Regions from separate parts of the Anas platyrhynchos genome. Here region 2 is linked to region 1. A link is a contact called in public Hi-C data. All regions are on one chromosome and are shown on one strand. The core of a region is the stretch at or near the end of the contact, and the rest is flanking DNA. Distances in the headings are between cores, read along the strand shown. Region 1 holds the start of SCMH1 (Scm polycomb group protein homolog 1). Region 2 overlaps SCMH1 (Scm polycomb group protein homolog 1).

The links. A called contact is a pair of places that touch in the nucleus more often than the background predicts.
Region 2: a contact with region 1 is called in a Hi-C map of skeletal muscle, with 1.7 times the contacts expected there. The contact joins the enhancer-like site here to the promoter of SCMH1 in region 1. A contact is called at or near these places in 2 of 8 Hi-C or Micro-C datasets (skeletal muscle and subcutaneous adipose tissue).

Annotation. Positions count from the first base shown.
Region 1 is chr24:6,607,571-6,611,801 of IASCAAS_PekinDuck_T2T, forward strand. It overlaps SCMH1 (Scm polycomb group protein homolog 1), which reads left to right and starts at 2,403. Exons shown (of 14, transcript XM_072027297.1): 1 at 2,403-2,556.
Region 2 is chr24:6,670,374-6,674,604 of IASCAAS_PekinDuck_T2T, forward strand. It overlaps SCMH1 (Scm polycomb group protein homolog 1), which reads left to right. Exons shown (of 14, transcript XM_072027297.1): 12 at 3,992-4,195. Among named protein-coding and RNA genes, the nearest start is that of CTPS1, 31 kb to the right of the region's middle. Within about 2 kb of position 2,223, at least 5 of the 8 cell types and tissues checked have an H3K27ac peak or open chromatin away from gene starts, as enhancers often do.

The DNA.
Region 1 (4,231 bases), core at 1,153-3,652:
ACTGAGTGGACTGAGCCAGCATTTGAGACAGGACAGCATTAGCACCTCCATTGTGTTGTCTCTTGCCTCCAGTAGTTGGAGGTCAGCCATCCAGTTCTACCTGCAGCCTTCACAACTCAGGGAATGGCATTAGCTGCCTCAAAGGAAAAGAGAAGAGCACAACGAGTGGGCCAAGACAGTTCACACCTTCCTGCAAGGGTGCCCCCGGGGGCAGCGGTGTGACGATTCCCCCTCATTCTGCACCACCAGAGCCCCTGGCTTTTTACTGGGTTCCTCTCTGCTCAGCATCAGCGTGACTTCCAGGCCAGGACAAAGAGCATCACAGATTTGACAGAAAGCAGTAAATGGCTTCATCTTCCCTTCACTGCACATGACAAAGCTACCAGCAGGAAGCCTTTGGTGCTGCCAGGACTAGTGCCCGGGTGAGGAGCAGGTTGCTGACACTGCACTGCAGCAGGGCGGAGGTCATACTGCGTGGCAGAAAGTTTGGCCAAATCCTTTGGCTGAAAATGCACGCTGACAACTGCACATTCCCAGGGGCACTCACATCCCTGCTGCCAATGTAGCAGCAACCTGCTTCCCGTCCCATCCCATCCCAGTAGGCTGCAGAGCACTTGCTGTGGTTCAGGCGATGATGAACCTACCCTCTGCCTTAGTCTCACTCTCTCCTACTGTGCTGGCTCCAGCTGTGTCTCAGCTGTTTCAAGTGTTAACTGGCCTTAAGCTGTGGGACATGATACCTGACAGACAGGAGTGGGTAATTCTAGTCTCAGGCACAAGAGAGCTCTCCCTGAGGACATTGTCTCCTCACTGGGCAGAGCTCTATCAGGCACAACCTTTCCAAACACAGCCAGGCTCCATCTGCACCAAGGATGCTTCCTTCTGATCTTTTGCTTTGGTTTTGAGCTAAAATTCATGAGTTTCCATGTAATCCCACAGCACAAGAGAACAGTCAGGGAGAGACTCAGATGTTCGTCATGTCACTACGTGCACTTTGGAAAGCATTCAGGTGCTTTTTTCCTGAGAAGGTTTGTCACATATGTCCATGAGTCACTCCAAAGTGATGTCTCCATATTCTCAGTGAAATATCTGTATTGTGAGAAGTCACAATTACCCAGCAGCAGTCCTTTACACTCACTGACCATTGACTCGAGCAGCTCTGAAGATAACTAGATCTCCAGAATGCAATATACGTGTTGGTATTTTTCAGGCAAGCCAGCACACAGAGAGAGGACACAAGCTCTTGCTCTGTAACTAGCCGCAGCACGATCTAGTTGATAATTAAGATGAATGGCTTTGTTCAGTTGCAGTATCTTGCAATGGAAGTGGGGTCCTCAGCATGGCCAACCCAGCAGCCAGAACATTTGTGCAGAACAAGAGGGAAATGGCACCCTCAGCTGGGAACCTGGCTCCAGGACCACCGTGTGCTGCTGCCTTCTGGCTGCACCGGGGCTTCTGCTGCCTGCCCACCCTGTGGGGCACAGAGACCTGGGGACAGGACAGAGGCAGGCGTGAGCGGGTGGGGGGCTCTGCTGTGGGTAGAGGTGGCTGTGGCTGTGTTGGTGCACAGGGGGAAAGGGGACAAAGGTGGCCCTTAGAGTAGCCGTGTGTCGGACTGAGTTTTCTCTAGCTGAGGGGTGCTAGGGGATGGTTCAGGGTACTGTAGGCTCTGCTTGCACTGCAGGACAGGGCACGTCCACCTCTGGTGGGGGTTGGCTTGCACAAGGGTTGGTCTGCAAGCCATGAAGGATGCCATGAAGGTACTGAGCACCTCCCGTACCGTATTCTGCGCTCTCTGCACTGAGTACAGCAGTGGCTTGAGGTGCCCTCTGGCTGGGGGCAGGGAGGTTTGGGGCGCTGGGATCCCTCTGTGCTGTCCCCACCTGCAACGTGGCTGCAGGGCTGCATGCAGGGCGAGGGCCTGGTTGGGACACGAGGCCGGGGGGCATCTGGGGGGCCAAAGAGAAAGTTTGGGGGTGTGGGGGGAACGAGATGCCCCTTATCCAACGGCACCACTGGCCGGGTGTGAGCTGTGTGCGGGACACATCTCCAAGCACCGCCACGAAGCAGCAGCAGGCTGGACAGAAGCATGGCTCCAGCTGCCGAGGGGGAGCGCGGCGTCCCCTGGGGCCCCTCTCCCGCTCGTCCCACGGCCGGGTTAGGACGCGAGGTCCCCGCGGGCGCCCCGCAGCCCCCCACACCCGCGGCGTGTCCGCGGGGGGCCGAGGGGAGAGCCGGGGGTCAGGCCCCGGGCCCGGCCAACACCTGCGTGCAGCGGGCCCGGGGCACGGGGAGCGGGGGGGTGGGGGGGGCAGCGGAGGCCGCGCAGCGCCGGGCCCCGCCGGGGGCCTCCCCTCCGTGCGGGCCGGGCCGGGCCGGGCCGGGCCCCCCGCGGCCCCGCAGCCCCCGCGCGGCGCTGTCCCGGCGGCAGGGGGCGGCGCTGGGCCGGGCCGGGCCGCCGGCCGCCGCGCTCCCTCCCCCGCTCCCCGCCTTCACTGCGCATCGGAAACATGGCGGCGGCGAGGGACTGAGCAGCAGCGCCCGGCGGCCGCGCAGGTGAGGGGGCGGCGGGGGACGGGCACGGCGCGGCCCGGCCCAGCCCGGCCCGGCTCGGCTCGGCTCGGCTTGGCTCGGCCCGGCCGGGAGGCGCGGCGCTGGGCACGGCCCGGCCGGCACCGCCCGCGGGGCTCCGGGCACGGCGCTGCCCGCGGGGTGGGCGAAGGCAGCGCGGCCCCAACGCCGCCCGCGGGGGCAGCCCGGGGGGCGCGGCCGGGCCCGGCGCGGAGCAGCGCGGAGCGGAGCCCGGCTGTCAGCGCGGCCCCAGCGCCGCCTGGCCCGCAGCGCCCCGGCCTGGCAGCGCCCCGGCCCGGCCCCCCCCGCGCTGCCCGGCCCGGCCCGGCCCTGCCCGGCCCCGCCGCCACCTGTTGGTGCCCTTGGGGGCCCGGCCCCGCTCCTGCCCCTTGTCGGGCCCGGGGCCGGCTGCCCGCGGAGCAGCCCCGGGAGCTCGGGGCTTTGTTGCGCCCCCTGAGCTGGCTCCGGGCAGGGCTGGGCGATGGGGCCCCGTTAAGTGCAGGGGGATTCGGGTCCTGAGCTGTTCCCGCAGCGCTTTGCGGTGCCTCGCATCGGCCCCCGACGGCCCGTGAGTGCTTTCAGCAGGCTGCCTGAGCCCCTGGCCCGCCCCGGTGCTGTGTGCTGCCCGCTGACACCCCGGGTATGAAAAGGGAGCGGGGACACGGGGACGTGCTGCTGGAGGTGCCGCAGGCTCCCGCTGCCAGCCCGCGGTGCTGCCTGCCCCTGGCCGCAAGCCCTGGAGGACAGCAGCGAGGCCGTGGTGTGGGGATGGACAAGGGCAGAGCTGGGAGCAGGAGCGGGCATCGCGCACAGACCTGCCCCTGGGACACTGCTGGCGAGGGGTGAAAGGCAGTCCCAGGGACTGGCCAGAGACATCCCGCAATTACTGTCCCCGGGGGAGCATCTGCTTCTCCTTCGTAGCCCCTCTGAACCAAGGGTTTGAGCGGAGCTGGGATTCGAGCAAAATCGAGCTTTTCATGCATATTAAGATGTTTAAAAATAAATACGGTGTCAGGCTGGCTTCTACCGCACATCGCTCAGGTTCAATCCACACGCTCTTTGAAGCTCTGGTGTAAAACTGTGGCAGCAGTTTGGAGTCTTGATGACTGAAGGCAGAGATAATAAATCCAAGTCTGTGGCCTGTATTTTGGATATGCTCAGTAACATCGGCTTTGGCCTTGGCCGTTTTAGGTTCAGCAGCTCTATACTGAACTTAATTATCTCCGTGGATAAAATAAGAACGCAGAGACCCAGCTCCAGGGTACCCAGCTTTGATTTTTGGCTCCATTTCTGTTTACTGTTGTTGTTTATAGTAAACACTGTGCTCTGAGTGGCTGAGAACAGCCATGTGGCAGCTCCTCTCCAGCAGCCAGTAATATTGGGGAAAACGCTCTCCCGTATCACTTCAATTGCTGGAGTAACGGCGCACGGCTGCCTGTGCCGAGCTGCTGGCAGAGGGACAGCTGCCTCCTCTCCTCCTCTCTGCTGGCCTCTTCCCTTTCAGGTGTTGCTCTCGGACGTTAGCTGGCCAGGGTGAGGTGTCCCAGCACACATTCTGGAAATATTTGGCATACAGGGTGATAGTTTCATACCTCCCTTGTGCTTCAGAGCTGTCACCAGCAGCAGCTGGTAACTCGGCGCTGCTGTAGGGGATGGAGCC
Region 2 (4,231 bases), core at 973-3,472, 63 kb after region 1:
GGGCTCTAAAATTAAGGTGCCTTGCTTAGGTGGTATCACAGACTCTCTGTATTGTCAGTCAAAGGGATTCTGTAACAAGTAATTCTGAGTAGGAACCTAGTTAGGTTGTCTGGAAGGTTGAGTCTGCTTCAGAGTGTATTCAGGTATCTTTTGGCTTTTGAATGTGGCGTGCCATCTAGATGCCCAGATTATTGCAGCCTCTTCGGTAAAAGTAGAGACAAGTGTGCAGACTGTGTGCCTTCATGTGAAGGTGGTGATTCTCGTGGTTTGTGAACTTCCTACAGAAACTTGGTCTTGGTCCATTCTTGGTTCAAGCAGGAGATATACAGGGCGGAGAGAAACAAGGTACAATTCTAAATCCCTTTGAGAAATTCAATTTTATCCTGCAGGCAATCAATTAATGGCCCGTTCCACTATGAAATTTAAGCAGAAGCAGGGATATTTGCATTTCAGAGAATGTTTTTTAAGAACTTGAGCCCGAAGTACTCAGATAGGTGTATTTCCTGAGCAAGGAGGTGTCTGCTCATGGTGTGGCACACTGCAGCACCTGAGCTATTTCTAGTTTGCCAAACTGACAGCAGTGAGTAGCAGGGGGAAGTCTCCATTCATTGTGCCCTTGACAGGAAGGCAGAAAGACAAGAAGGGGATCTCTTCATATATTGTTTTTCTTCTTACACTCACTGCTATTAATGTAGCTTTTTGCTAAAAAGCTGCAGTTCCAGCACAGTGGGGACCCCCTTTTGAAAGACTATCATTTGTTGGAAACAGTGGGTGTTTAGTAGTTGTGCAAATCAGATTTGTGCTTGTGGCCAAACTGTGTTTTAGCAGTAAAACTGCACTCTTGAATCTATAGCATTATTTGTTTAATTAAACTTTAATTATCTGCTCCCTGCCTCTCCACCACTAATTGTGGCATGTTTTCCTACAATGCTCCAAAAGCAAGCCTGTATTTAAAACTAGCAGTTCATATAAGAAATCTGCCTAAGAATTAACCACCTCCTCCTCCCTCCAAAAACTAGTTATCAAGGGCAGAAGGATTCTGGATAGTGTGTGTGCCTGAAAGCAGTCTGTGCGCTGCCACCTGCAGAAGCATGTTGTCTTCTGCTGTAGCTGATTCACAGAGCTAGTCAAAATTTTCCCTTTGCTTTGTTTCCCTCTCCCCTCTCTGACGGTATCATTTGTGTAAGCAGCTCCCTGTGTGTTTGCATTTTTAAGAAAGTTCGAGACCTCTCTTGCACTGACCCTACCAAGAAGCCTCCAGCTCTGCTGCAGTATTTACAGCACAACCAAGCACTCACCAACCCTGAGACAGGGAACCTGAGGATGAGTGTGCAGCTTTAATTCTAGGCAAAAAAGCAGTGCTCCCAAGTTGTGTGGCTGCATGCTCTTCTTCGGATGTTTGATCATGAGCACGTGTGAGAACATGATCACATATTTGAAGAACGCATCACAGAGCATTCACGTCAGAATAATGACAGCGTGTTAATTGTTGAGTTAAATATGTTTCGAGGGTGAGTTCTGGATCCTTAGTGTTGCACCGACACGAACCTATGCATGTGGTCTTCCAGCCTCCCAAGCTGCAGCCTTCTCCAGCCGAGCTCTGAAATTCTGCTGACAAACATCCCTCTGCATGAGCTTCGGTGTCGTCATTAGCAGTTGGACACGCACTTCTGCCTGACCCAGCACATCTGGGGCTTCCTGGCAAGCTGAGGCTGTGCGTCACTCGCAGAGGGAGTCGTGTTTCCCTGGAGGCTGGAGCTGAGCTGCACAGACCCCTGCCTGTGCCATATCTCTGCTGTGCCTGCCCCTGTCCTGCCACAAGGCACGCAGAGCGGTGCAGCAGGCTGTGCCCCCCAGCTGCTCTCACGCCACCGCACGTTCCAGGAGTCAGACGTAACCCTTTGCACAGATGTTCCAAGAAGTGTGTATGAAATGGGAAGTGATTTGTGTTTCAAGAAAAACTGTCCTGATGTTGGAGAGGAAACCCAAGGTAGCTTCTGCGAAGGGGCTCCTATGAAGAGCCAGTGGTGCAAATCGCATCCACTGCGTGTCTGGGCTCAGGACAGGGAGTCTCAGTCTGCCTTGGAAGCAGGCAGCCAGCTCAGTGCTGGGTTTGCACCCAGTTTTGTGCTGTTCCAGTGTGGAACAGGAGTGACGGAGGAGTGCAGAGTTATTCAGGAACAGTCATGAATCAGAACCCCTTGTCTGATTCACAGAGAGCAAGTGAAAACACATCTTCCCACATGGGAAACTGCTGGCACGCCGGCCAGCAAACATCACCCAGAGAGTATCAGTCTTTACATGAGCACTGGTTCTGCTCCTTAAGGATGTGCTGTTGGTTTCTAAGAACATCACAGTGGCCTAAGAGCAAATAAATGCAGAAGTGCCTCAGATGCAGAGCAGCAAAACTCACAAGATGGAGCATTGCATTTATGAAGGTGATAAGCTCACACCTGCTTCACTGGACTGCTGAGCAGCCAGGCAAAAAGGGGTGTTTGTATCTTACGACATAATGAGGTGCTGCCTGGCAAGCTGAGGTCTGCCCACCCACAGCTGAGCTTGCCCCTGGGTTCTCTGCTCAAATACAGACAGCAACAGCACCAAAAACAGAGGATCCCACTTCACAGAATAGCCTTGGAGTTCATAGGAAACAAAGAAAGTAAATTGCTTCCAGGAGAAGGTTGGCAGGGCCCAGCCTCTGGAGCACTTGGGTTTGGGCTCAGGCAAGCTGCATCTCCCTTCTCTGGAGCATAAAAGCGTCAGCCTAGCAGAAATGCCTGGGCAGAACTTTTGGGTTTCATGGGCTGTGACGCCAGCTCAGCACCCGCACCACCATCCCACTTCAGCACCAGTTGTGCTGGATTTTCTCCTGCTGGAGCAGCTCCCAAGGCTTCCCCTTCCTCGCAGCCTGCTGCAGCGTTTGGGTGGGTGCTGGTGAAGGTGCTGCAGTTTCCAGCCAGGCGCAGTGGCACAGCCCAGAGGAGTACATGTACACAGGAACCACGCCTCGTAGGAGACACTTTCCAGCTGTGCAAACTTGCCAGGTTTTTCATGATAAAGAACCCAAGAATTTGAGGATGATTCATAAAGCACCAGCTCCACCTGGACTGAGATTAGGTTGCATTGTGCCATAGTAAAACCTACAAACGTGGTCCTAGGATGTAACCATCCCAGTATAACAGCAAAGGGAAATCTTGCCCAGAGGTTCACTTGCTGGTATGCAGATCTCAGTGGAACATCATCCAGGGCAGCTTTCTCCATTCCCCACCCTGGAAGGGCTGGTGAGGAGGCCAAGCAGGCAGTTGGACCCCTGCCTGGGGAGAGCCTTCTGTCCTGCCCCAGCGATGGGTGCTGGTCACCAGCTTCATTGTGCACTGAAGGGCCCAGCCGCAAGGCAGGAGGGGTGCACAGCTGATCCCCACTTCTGGGTGCTGCCCCATGCCACTGCTGGCCATGATGGGGCAGGTGAGCTGCTCGGAGGAGCCTGCTGCTCCCTCCTGCTCTGTGTGTGCTGCTGTCCACTCCAAGGCATGAGTCTGGCTAAATACCCCCACAGTCCCAATGGCCCAGGCCGTTCCCTTGCACACTGATGCCCATGATGTGTGGGCCTTGAGTCTGAAATGCAGGGAGCTTCCTCTCCCAGCTCAAAGCAGTCGTGGAAGCAGTAAGAGGCTGCAGGAATGCAACCTGGAGCTGGTGGTGGCATTAGCAGAGTAGCTGTTGCTCAAATCTGGGTATCAACCGTTACCGCTGCTCCCTGGTTGGACTGGAGCTTGCCAGGCAAACACCAGGCCGCAGTGCTTTAGGCGTGCATATTGCAGTTTGGGTACTTTGGAGGAGCCCCTCAGTGCAGCGGTGTGACACCTGCTCCTGCAGCCGCGTGTACGCCCTGCATGGTGCTGCCTTGCCGCGGCTCTGCTCACTGCTCTTGAGCCGTGACGTGGGGCTGCGTGGCATTCATGTGCACTGATTGCAGCTTGGTGCGTTCCAGGTGAAACCTTTGTTCTGGGAGATGGCCTCCCAGGGCCCTTGGAGCCTCGCCTGGACCCCATGGACTCTGCCTTGAACTCTGTCAATTCATCCAGCCACAGCAGGAGCTCCAGAGACTATCGCCTGCAAGGATACAGGCACCTGCACCAACCCTCTAGCCTCACTCAGGGCAGTACCTCTGCCTTGCGTAGGCTTAGCTCTGGGGGTAAGAGAGTTAAGAAGCCAGCCCTCCGATTGTAAA